Regions from separate parts of the Oryctolagus cuniculus genome. Here region 1 is linked to region 2. A link is a contact called in public Hi-C data. All regions are on one chromosome and are shown on one strand. Each heading gives the region's core, a stretch centred on a gene start, on an enhancer-like site or on the middle of the called end of the contact. The rest is flanking DNA. Distances are from core to core; before and after follow the strand shown.

Evidence for each region. A called contact is a pair of places that touch in the nucleus more often than the background predicts.
Region 1: a contact with region 2 is called in a Hi-C map of embryonic fibroblasts, with 4 times the contacts expected there. The contact joins two enhancer-like sites. A contact is called at or near these places in 5 of 6 Hi-C or Micro-C datasets (ear pinna, embryonic fibroblasts, psoas muscle and 2 more).

Annotation. Positions count from the first base shown.
Region 1 is chr2:164,916,944-164,922,483 of mOryCun1.1, forward strand. No RefSeq gene overlaps it. Among named protein-coding and RNA genes, the nearest start is that of RMDN2, 77 kb to the left of the region's middle. Within about 2 kb of position 2,563, at least 2 of the 8 cell types and tissues checked have an H3K27ac peak or open chromatin away from gene starts, as enhancers often do.
Region 2 is chr2:164,864,075-164,869,729 of mOryCun1.1, forward strand. No RefSeq gene overlaps it. Among named protein-coding and RNA genes, the nearest start is that of RMDN2, 24 kb to the left of the region's middle. Within about 2 kb of position 3,702, at least 1 of the 8 cell types and tissues checked has an H3K27ac peak or open chromatin away from gene starts, as enhancers often do.

The DNA.
Region 1 (5,540 bases), core at 1,313-3,812, 52 kb after region 2:
GTCCTAGCACCTTGTCCACCTACCCTTTGCTACCACCTGTTTTCCTTCATGGATCCCACAGGAGGAAAAGCCACAACACACACACACACACACACACCCTTTCTCTCCTCAACTCCCACCACTGAGAATCAGGCACAGTCTTTCTGTTTTATGGAGTTCACTGCTGCTGTGGTTTAATAATCAAGGGGGAAAATAAGGTAAATTAACAGAGTTAGAGATGCTTCTAGTTGCTAGAGAATTCAAACACAATGACAATCACTTTGCTGGAACTATAACTCTTAAGTGCTTTAGTAGGGCCTCACCTACTAGATGCTGGGTTGGTGCTACACAGCCTCAGTGTTGTTATATTTACTCGTGCCCATTTGGCTTCATTGAAACAGACCAAGTATCTGAAGCCAGGCTTTCCGACTCCTTGACTAATGCTCTGTGTCACCAGGTTGCAACGCTCAGAATAATCAGTGTGTGGAAAAGAGAGGTTGTGAACTTGGAGGTAGTTGTGGTTGTGGGATTAACACAAGTGAGACAAATGGCATCTTATCAGTTGTTCAGGCAGGGTCATCCAGCGCCAGCTCCTGAATGGGTGCTGGGAAGTGCAAGGCTAAGACTGAATGAACGTATTGCTTGTCTTATATGAGCAGAGAAGCTGCAGATGTGTTTGGCTGGAAGGAAAAGATCCATAGGAGAGGGGCAAGAGATCACTCACTTGTTCTGCCATTTTGCCAGTAGGGGACATAGTTTTTCTGTTTGGGTCCTGAGTGAAGGAGGACATAGTGAGAGAGGAAGATCTAGGAGCTCCAGAGGGGCTTGGGGGCTGGGAAGGGCAGAAAGGGCATTGTCCCTGGCTTTGGGCTATGCCCCTGACTACATCAATATTTTAGTCAAGAAGTCACTTGACCAAACCCCCTGCCTCCAAGCTATGCTCTCTTCCTTGCTCCAATGAGCAGTGCTCCATCAAATCCCATCTCTAACTGAGAGCCCCAGCAATGCCCAGGGAGTCTGTCTTGTGCCCCTCAGCTCCTTGCTGAAAAGTCTTTTCCCAAGACTCCCCTTGTCAGGGGGACGCCTTGCCCGCCCCCGGGCCCCTGGGCTGGCCATGTGCAGTCTGTCTTTGTCCTCCCATCGCTTCAGTGTGGTGCTTGGTCTTTGATGCAGGGGCTGACCCCGCGTGCTGTATCACTGCGAGCCGAGCACGGCCAGGGCAGTGACTTACAGCAGATGCTTCGTCTTCTGTTCTTTCTATTAGGGGTGTGATTTAGAAGCAGAATGTTTATAGAATGACCCAAGGAATTTCAACTGTCTCTGGAAAACTGTGTGGGAGTGAAACCCAATGGACACAGAATGATGCCTTCTGGGTTCCAGCCAAATGTTTGCACTTGTTTAAACAAGTCTCTGGGCTCACCTTCGACTGTTTATTGTAAACTCACCACTTCATCACAGACGCTGGCCCCCTGGGAAGGGAGTGGTGACAACTAAATGAGCATCTCATTTGTTTTTATGGAGAAAGCACTTAACAGGGATGATGTGCAAATTCCGTATTCAGTGACTTCTTGACCAAGCACCTTAAAAGGCTGTGTGGCTTCCCCCCTGCATCGTCCCTGGGAGGATAGGGGAGGATCCTGACAGGTGAATTGGATTGAAATGCTGAGGTACCAGGCAGAAGAGCAACTTCGTGTCAATGGGTAATAGCTTAAGGCAGGTCTGTGGAAGGTGGCTCCGCATGGTAGAAAGCTATAGGATTTGTTGTTCCTATTTCCTCATCTGAAAAAAAAAAATACTCGTCAGGGCTATTACAAAGATTAAATTATAAATGTGTGTAAAGAGAAGGGTAACAATTATTCCTGTTTTCAGTTGGTATAACACAATATCCGAGAAGGAGTACTTGTAAAGGGATCTATTTAGCACACAGATCTGGAAATTTGAGAGTCTGGCATCAGCATCTGTTGGCTCTGGTGGAGGCCCCTCTGGCTGTCACAACCTGGCAGAGGGCATTATGGTGGGAGTGGGTGAGAGGAGAGATCCCAGAGCAAGACAGGGCCAGGCCTGCTCTTCTGGAGCAACTCACTCTCAGGGGCTCACTAGGTCCCACAGGAACTGCCTTCATCCAAACCATCCAGGGCACATCCCCCTGTGAGTTTGCCACATCCTAGTAGGCTCCACTACTTAAAGCACCCACTGTCTCAACACCACCATACTAGGGACCAGGTTTCCATACACAAACTTTTGGGAGCCAAGCTCAATCCTATAGCAGTCATGGGTTTTGTGCGGGACTTTTGTTTGCTTGGTTCTTGTTTGCTTGCTTTGTTTTATGTTTTGCTTTGTGACAGATTTCTTGCCAACATTATGACCTCAGAAAGGAAGAGAGTGGCTTCTGCCTCAGGACAGAGAAAGGCAGCGCATGGACAGGAAGGAGAATGGAAACCTCAGAAAGAATTCTAAGAAGGCAGAGATTTTTACTACAGATGCAAGGGGGAAAAATGTTCAATTGTTTTCTGTCTGTGAGATTGTGGCAGCCAAGACTGAGTAGAGGAATACAGGGGAAAAGATGGAGAATTTTTGCAACTCAGGAGTAACCATGGAAACAGTAAAAGGTCTGTTTTACTCCAAAGAAGAACCTAACATTTGTGTTTACATGAGAAGTGTTGGAAAATATCCCTACCATCCTCAACTGATTGACTGTACCTTTAAAAGCTTAAAGGTTAAAACTAATTAAAAGCAAGCCAGTGACTCTTCCAAAAACGAAACAAAACAAAACCTGAAGGTAATCTAAAACAGAGATTCCCTGGGCAGAGATGGAGAAAATCCTATGTGGTTTCTGAAGAAGTCGTGTGTTAAACTTGACCTCTTAGGTGGGGAGCAGAAAAGGCAAGGTGGTTGCACAATGATCTGGGATAAACCATTGCTTTTCTTCACAAAGGAGGCCAGCTTCTAGGAATTCCTTGGTTTCCTGGGGCCTAGAGGAGATTCTAGCTGCCCCACGTGAAGCTGTAACATGGAGATAAACAGCCCCCACCATGGCTATGGGGTAGACCGTATCTAGGTATGGAGGAGGGAGGTCATCTTCTATAGTACCAATAAGCTCTATGGTGGATGTCAATGAAGCTCTAGTGAATGTCTAGCTGACTGTCCAAAGACCAGTAAACGCTGCATGGCAGAGCCAGAGTCAGATGGCACTGTACCCAATATCAGACCACTTGAAATGACCAGCAGGTGGAGCCAGCAGTCAACAGACAAGGAGTTCCATTGGCCATGGACTTTAGCCATGGACATCAGACAGGTGCACAGGATACAGACCTAGCCAACCACATGGAGTCAGTAACCCAGTTGGTGAACCTTCTCATCACCATGAGGACACACAGACTTCACTCTTCAGCCAGATGCCATCTTGGTTGGAGGCAGAACCTAAGGATTAAGTATTTTTCCAGAGAGATTTGTATTACTCTAAAGATCTAGATTTAGGAGACTATTTTGAATTCAGAGGTTCCTGTAAATGGAAAATTTTCTATCCCCTAACTCCCCACCACCCTCTAGCCCAGTAGAATAAGTACTTATCAGGATTTGTTGCATGGATTAGTTACAGAAAAATAAAGAGTTCCAACTGTCTTATAAGCTATTATATCCTAACCTGTGTCATCACAGACAGGAGATAGTGCATGTGAATTGTCTTAAACATGACAAAAATATCAAAACAGTGTAGAGCCCTGCGAAAGGAAAATTTCCTCATTCGTGATGTAGTAAATACCATTACACAGATTAGAAAGAAAGCTTGTACATATTTATTGTTCACAATTGATTCTACTTGTAACACAGAAAGAAATGAAAAATGAAAAGAGTTCATTATGTGTGTTAGCTTGTGTTTCCCACTGAACATATTTAAGATTTTTCCCCAATACCCCACAAGTATGAGAGGGATGAAAATATAGCAGTGTCCCTTTTCCAGTTTGATATCATCTGTGTTGCTTGTGATTCTTTTAAATAGATTTATTTGAAAGGCAGAGCAAGTGTGAGAACGAGGGTGAGAGGGACAGCTCCCATTCACTGGTTCTCTCCCCAGATGGCAGCAATAGCCAAGTCTGGGACGAGGCTGAAGCCAGCAGCAGAATTCCACGCAGGTCTCCTGCATGGGTGGCAGGAGCCCAAGCACTTGGGCCATCATCACTGCCTTCCCAGGTGTGTTAGCAGGGTGCTGGATCAGCAGCAGAGCAGCTGGGACTGAAACTCCAACCTGGGATGCTGGTGTCACAGGTGGCAGCTTAACCTGCTGCACCGTGAGGATACATGGTTCCTAGTTGTAATGTTTTCATCCTTCTCCCATCTAATGCTTCAGCCTTGGGGCTATTATCTTAGCCAACTGCAAATCATTTTTTGCTACTTCCTCTTTACCACTTTGCTTCAATTTTTTCCTAATTATTTTGTCATTCTTTTTATTTAATTGGTACAAATGCCCTTTGGGAGATGAATTATTACTTCTACTTTGCAGAGGAAGAAACAATGGATCAGCAGTTAAGAGAAGATATTCCTAAATATTTAATGCACATAAAAATGATGAGTTTGGTCTGAGCCACCATCCTTATTAAATGCATGATTCCTAAAGGGGGCCAGACTGCCACCACTACAATGCAACCTTTACAACTTAAAGGTTAAAACTAATTAAAAGCAAGCCAGTGGCTCTTCCAAAAATGAAACAAAACAAAACCTGAAGGTCATCTAAAACAGAGATTCCCTGGGCAGAGACGGAGAAAATCCTATGTGGTTTATGAAGAAGTCGTGTGTTAAACTTGACCTCTTAGGTGGGGAGATAGTGAAGCTGTGCCCTACCCTGGCCTCTCTGGTCATGGACCTCTGGGGATTAAGCTGAGATGGAGAAAGGAAATACGTCTGCCCATTCCACCTGCTCCCTTTGGAATTGTACCCAGAGAAGACTACCAACCAGGGCTAGGAAATGACCCGTTTTGAGATGACTGACTTTCCTATCCAAGTAACAAAAATATGCATGCAGTCCTTTCCCGAAAGAACCACAACCTTTTTTTCTGTAATCAAAGCTGAAGGTGAGAACTGGACTCAACACGAAACTGTCCGGGGTATGAAGCGAATCTCAACCCAGCAACGTGGCTTCGAAGGCGTCTGGGCGGGCCCAGGCTTTCTCCAGGTCTGAATTCCACCTCGGGGGTTGTGACAGCGATGGTGGCGATGGTGTGCTAACGTTTCCTTTATACCGTGCTTGTTCAGAGTTTTAAGTACATTAGTGCTAAGCTTTGCAATTCAAACCTATCTCCGTCACCTAGAAATCCATGACGTGGGAAGAAATGTGGGACTGATCCCTATCAGTCTGACGTGCCCAGGGCATGGCTCAACTCGTGGTTTACAAACACTGTTTTTTTCCAAATGAAATACTTCAGGGTGGCCAATCCATGCAGGAGCTGGAGGCAGACCCTAGCCAGAGCCCCACCCTCCCTCCTCCCTCTTCCGCCCATCCCACACACCCTTGTGACATCCTTTTGGAGCCTCAGAGGCTCCACAGAGTGTGGTCTGGAAATCACTGC
Region 2 (5,655 bases), core at 2,452-4,951:
GAGAGAGAGGTCTTCCATCCTCTGGTTCACTCCCTAGATGGCTGCAATGGCCGGAGCTGTACTGATCCGAAACCAGGAGCCAGGAGCCAGGGGCCAGGAGCTTCTTCTGGGTCTCCCATGTGGGTGCAGGTACCCAAGCCCTTGGGCCATCTTCTGCTTTCCCAGGCCATAGCAGAGAGCTGGATCAGAAGTGGAGCACCTGGGACACAAATTGGCGCCCATATAGGATGCCAGTGCTTCAGGCCAGGGCTTTAACCTGCTGCACCACTGTGCCGGTCCCTCAATATATGTATTTTGAAAATGTATTATATATGTCTTCTATTGGTATCTTGAGTATTTAACGTTAATTAAAATTCAATTAAAAAATGAAAGTTCCAGGATTTTATTCCCTCATTACAGTGAACTACTTACATAATCTTTTAATAAAAGAAATTGATTCTATATCCATTAGTTTACTACATATGAAATTTTGAAATTTACTACATATGAAAGTTTGAAACTTTCTATAGAAAGCTTTAGGTGTTTGGAGGCAATTTTTCTTAGATATGTTGTTTTAAGCTCTTCATCTACTTCATGGATAACTGTTGTCAACACCAGATGCAGAAATTCTGATTCCAAGCTTATGTATTTGCTCTTTGATCTTATCCACCAATGAAGAACTTTTTTCCTTCCTTGCATGGAAGTATTATGATAATTGAAAATATTGAGTGCTTAGGACCTGCATTGTGGTATAGCGGGTTAAGCCACAACTTGCTACACTGGCATCCCATACAGTGCCAGTTCATTTCCTGATTGCTCCACTTGCAATCCAGCTCCCTGCTAATTTGCCTGGGAAAGTAGCGGAAGATGACCCAAAAGCTTGGGCCCCTGCACCCATGTAGGAGATCTGGAAGAAGATTCTGGCTCCTGGCTCTGGCCTTGCCCATAGTTCAAATCTTCTTGACTGGATGGAAGTTTCCCCTTCAATAACCATCATAGGAACAACCATTACTTCTGTGGGCCTGCATTCCTATTAACACATGATAAAGGGAATGGTTTGAATCGAGCACGTTGAGCTTGGTGGTATTCAGTTTTTATGATATCATTAAGTGTACTCTGTAGTTCAGCCAACTTGTAAAAAAGGTTTAACAAGGTTTTCTGGATTAAAAAACATAGTGAATGATAAAGTGTCCCTGATGCAAACTCTTCAATCTGGATACCTGCCCCAGAAAGTATTCCTGACACCTGAGTTAGGCCATAGAGCACACATGATAAATGCTTCATCTTATTTGTTTCCAGTACAACCTTCCCTGGATTTATGCAGTTCAGAGCGAGTTGTGATACTCAATGACACAACTGCCCAACAGTTGCTCCTTTATATCAGTGTCAGGTTCAAATAGCATATGCACTTAAAGGAATGACCTGTTGGCAATCTCTGTGCATTCCTCAAGTTGAAAACTGCTGTGCAAGTGTTAGACGCCAGCAATGAGGACGAAAGCCTATCCTGGAGGGAGTGGCGAAGTGGAGGAACAGATCCATCCAAGCCTTGCTCATGAGGTGGGGCGGGGGCAGTGTGGCTGAGAATGCTGGTGAAAGAGGAGAAGCTGGCAGAAATTGTTCTCAGGCTTCCTGTTTGCACGACTAGATGCATGGTGCTGTAGGAAATAATACAGAAAACACCGGAGGAAGACAAACACTGAAGCAAAGATGCTTGCTTTTCTTCCAAGTAACATGGCAGGTGCTTGTATAGGTGTTCATTCATCAGGTTGTGCCTGAACTGTGATGATTTCTGCCTGTTGTCCTGGCTTAATTAGAAATAGAACTCCCATTCCCCCCAAAAAAGAAAGAAAATACTTGTCTGGCTTCATTTGTTTTTAAGAGTTAGTCTTCCGCATGGGCAGCCAGTTCCTGAACACATCAAGTCCAGTGTCATAGAAAATGCTGCAGATTCTTCTGAAATTTCCAAGCAACATTTTTGATGCTATTTTTCTTTTTTTAATAGAAAACTTCTGTTTAATAAATATAAATCTCAAAAGTACAACTTTTGGATTATAGCGGTTCTTCCCCCCCATAACAACCCTCCCACCTGCAAACCATCCCATCTCCTACTTCCTCTCCTATCCTATTCTTCATTAAGATTCATTTTTAATGATCTTTATATACAGAAGATTTTGATGCTATTTTCACTCTTTTCTTAGCAATTACATGAAGCATTAATCCGCTAGTCTGAAGTACTAAAGCATGCGCAGCACTCACGTTTAGTAAGAAATAATCAGAACTTGCTTTTACTGGATCTTTGACTCAATGTGTTTTCTTTCAAATATTTCTTCTGACTTTCAGCTTATTATTTTTATTTCTTATGTGTGAATGCCCCTTAATTTGGTTGATTGCTTCATTATTCATTATTTCTCTGAAGATCACACATTATAGTTTTATACTTTATTTTTACTATGGTTATAAAATCTAAAGAGATCATACTTCAGAGGAAAACTACTATAATATATAGCAGAAACCTTGCTTTCTGTTTCTTGGAATCTCTTCTGTCTTCATCATGTTGTTGCTGATCACTACCACATTCAGTAAACTGCCTTATCTTGATGCACACACATACAAAAGACATGAGATACACATGTGTTTATACACACATGCATCATACATGCAGTGTTTGGCTAGTGTATTGTTAAATTTTGAAAATTTGCATTTTATTTATTTCCACAGTTTTTGGAGATTTTATTTATTTGAAAGGCAGAGTTACAGAGAGGCAGAAGCAGAGAGAGAAAGAGAGAGAGAGGTCTCCCATTCACTGGTTGATTCGCCAAATGGCCACAATGGCTGGAGCTGCGTCAATCCACAGCTAGGAGCCAGGAGCTTCTTCCAGGTCTCCCACGTGGATGCAGGGGCCCAAGGACTTGGGCCATCTTCCACTGTTTTCCCAGGCCATAGCAGAGGGCTGGATCAAAAGTGGAGCAGCCGGGACTAGAACCGGCGCCCATGCGGGATGCTGGCACTGCAGGAGGCAGCTTTACCCTATACTCCACAGCTCCAGCCCCTCCACATTTTCTATAATGATCATGTAGTTCTTGAAGTAAAAAAATATGATTGATTAAAAAAAGAAGCCCAAGGAAGCTTATTTCACCAGTTATGAACTAGAGTTAAAAATAAGTAATAAATATCTAAGTTCTAAACTCTTTTAGTTAAAAACATTCATTATAAATTTTAAAATATGGTTAACCAAAAACTAAAATGGTCATGACAATAACAAGTTAGGGGGCCAGCACTGTGGCATAGTGGGTAAAGTTGCCACCTACAGTGCCAGCATCCCATATGGGTACTGGTTTGAATCCCGGCTGCTCCACTTCCAATCCAGCTCTCTGCTATGGCCTGGGAAAGCAGTCCTTGGGGCCCTGCACCCATGTGGGGGACCTGGAAGAAACTCTGGATCCTGGCTTCAGATAGGCACAGCTCTTGCCACTGTGGCCAATTGGGGAGTGAACCAGCAGATGGAAGACCTCTCTCTCTCTCTATCTCTTTCTCTGCCTCTCCTTCTCTCTTTGTGTAGCTCTGACTTTCAAATAAATAAATAAATCATAAAAGAAAGAAAATAATAAGTTAGAACCCCACATGCTGACATTTTTTTCAAAGCCTCCTGCTTCTTATTGACCACTTGTCCTACCATCTCCATCTAGTTGGAAGCTCTTGCCTTCTGTGACTCATTGTGTGAGTGAGTCAGCACCTGTACAGGTCTCTACCTGTTCACCGAGGTGGCTTTATACACCACATACTTGAGTGTTACAACAATGTCAAATCCATGAAAGTGTCTACATTTCTGCTGTCAACGTCCATACTTACCGCACCTTATACGGGCACAGAGTTCTCTGCAGGCCGTGCCTTGAGTTGCACTGACGTACAGTTTCACACTTCCTCATTCTGGGGAAAAAACACAACATGACTAAATGACTGAATTTTCCTTTTTCTGCTTGGCTGTTTCTGAAAAACCCTAACCCTCCTCTCACAACACACACACACACACACACCAAGCCTGAGAAGGTATACAGAATAGACCTAATCTCTTAGGTTCTTCCTCCCTCCCTTTCCCTTCCCTACACTCTCCTGGGGCTCAAGGGAAAGACTTTCCTCTTACTTCTTTATTTCCAGTATGGACTTCTATGGTCCTGTCATATGTTAAAGAAGGTGATCAAGGATTGGTAACAACTTTCTCTCTCTGAATAATGCTTGGCTCTTAAGCTTAGTGTTTTGCTACAAAATCCCATTTTGAATAACTAAAGCTGTGACTCAAAATATCGGTCATTTCCCACTTTGCATCCCTGCTCTAACAACCTTACTCCTAGATACAGCTGATAGCCCAGGCTGCCTAGGGAGAGAGGCGTGCACAGGCTCCTGCCTCTCAGTTGACATCCAAGAAGGCCTTGCAGGGCACGCTCCAGACCATGGTGTACTGCGGGTGTTTTGCCAGCACCAGCCACCTGGGGCGGCACTCACAGCTCTCTGAGGACCCTGTCTGGCTGTCTGTCATGATCACTGTTTCCTGCCTTAATGCTCCAGCTACAGTAGTTCTGGGCTTTGGTCTTTCATCTCTTCCTGCCAGTTGCCACCAGAGACACTCTGACCCACCACAGGAAGTCTCCAGTGTGTGAATGGTCTGTGTTCGGAACATCCATAAGTGTAGCATTGGAAACCCAGAACTCATTTTTCTGCAGGCAGAACATTAGAAGTGTGTGTTGAGTCTCTAGGTCAACCCACAAAGGTGCATTCAATCTCTGCCACAGGTAATGAATTCCCCCTTTGCTCCTTTTATGTATCAAAGAATTATAGAATGTCAGAGCTGAAACAGCATTTAGAACATTGTGTTGCAGTCTGACAACGGAGCTGTTTTCCACTGGATTCTATTACAGATGTCCTCCATTCTAGGTACATTAGACATTAAGTAGGATTCTGTGGTCTAGCCTTAACACCCAATCACTCTTTACAACCTGTAAATCAAACAGTCATAAAGATGGGATGGCTTTGCCACAGAGAACCTCTCCTTTCTGTCTTTCCGTTCCCACTGCAAGTATCAGATCTCTGTAAATGATGTCCCTACATCTCTGCACACAGACATGGCCCATGCGTACGCACTTGAAATCAATGCAGTCCCAGGGGCCACCAGCAAGGAAACCAAATGCCTCAGGATTCAGAGCCACGCCTGTGCTATGACACAACATAACTGACTTTGAATCAGAGGGAGGATTGGATTTGAATGTGGTTCTCACTTGACTGTGTAGCCCGGGAATGGAACCAGCTATCCCAGAGTCTCCATCCTGCAGGGCTGTTGGGCAAAAAGCTCCCAGCACACCTTGAGACTTCAGCAAACGCCATCGAACAACAGATCGAACATCCTGTGTTCTATGTATCTAACTTAATTTAGAAACCATTATGGGCATAATTATTCATAGTTTGCAGTTGGGAAGACTGAGGGTAAGAGAACCCTGCAGTTACAAGGTGGTTGAGCTGGGATGTATTCCCATGTTTGCCCTCTGATCATAAGCGTTGCATAAATAATTATGTTTTAACATCATATGATTATTCCTAAGAGTGTTATAATATAAAGTAAAAATCTTGTACCAGAGTCTATATTTCTCAGTTAAGTTCTGGAATCTAAAACTATCTCTTCTTTAA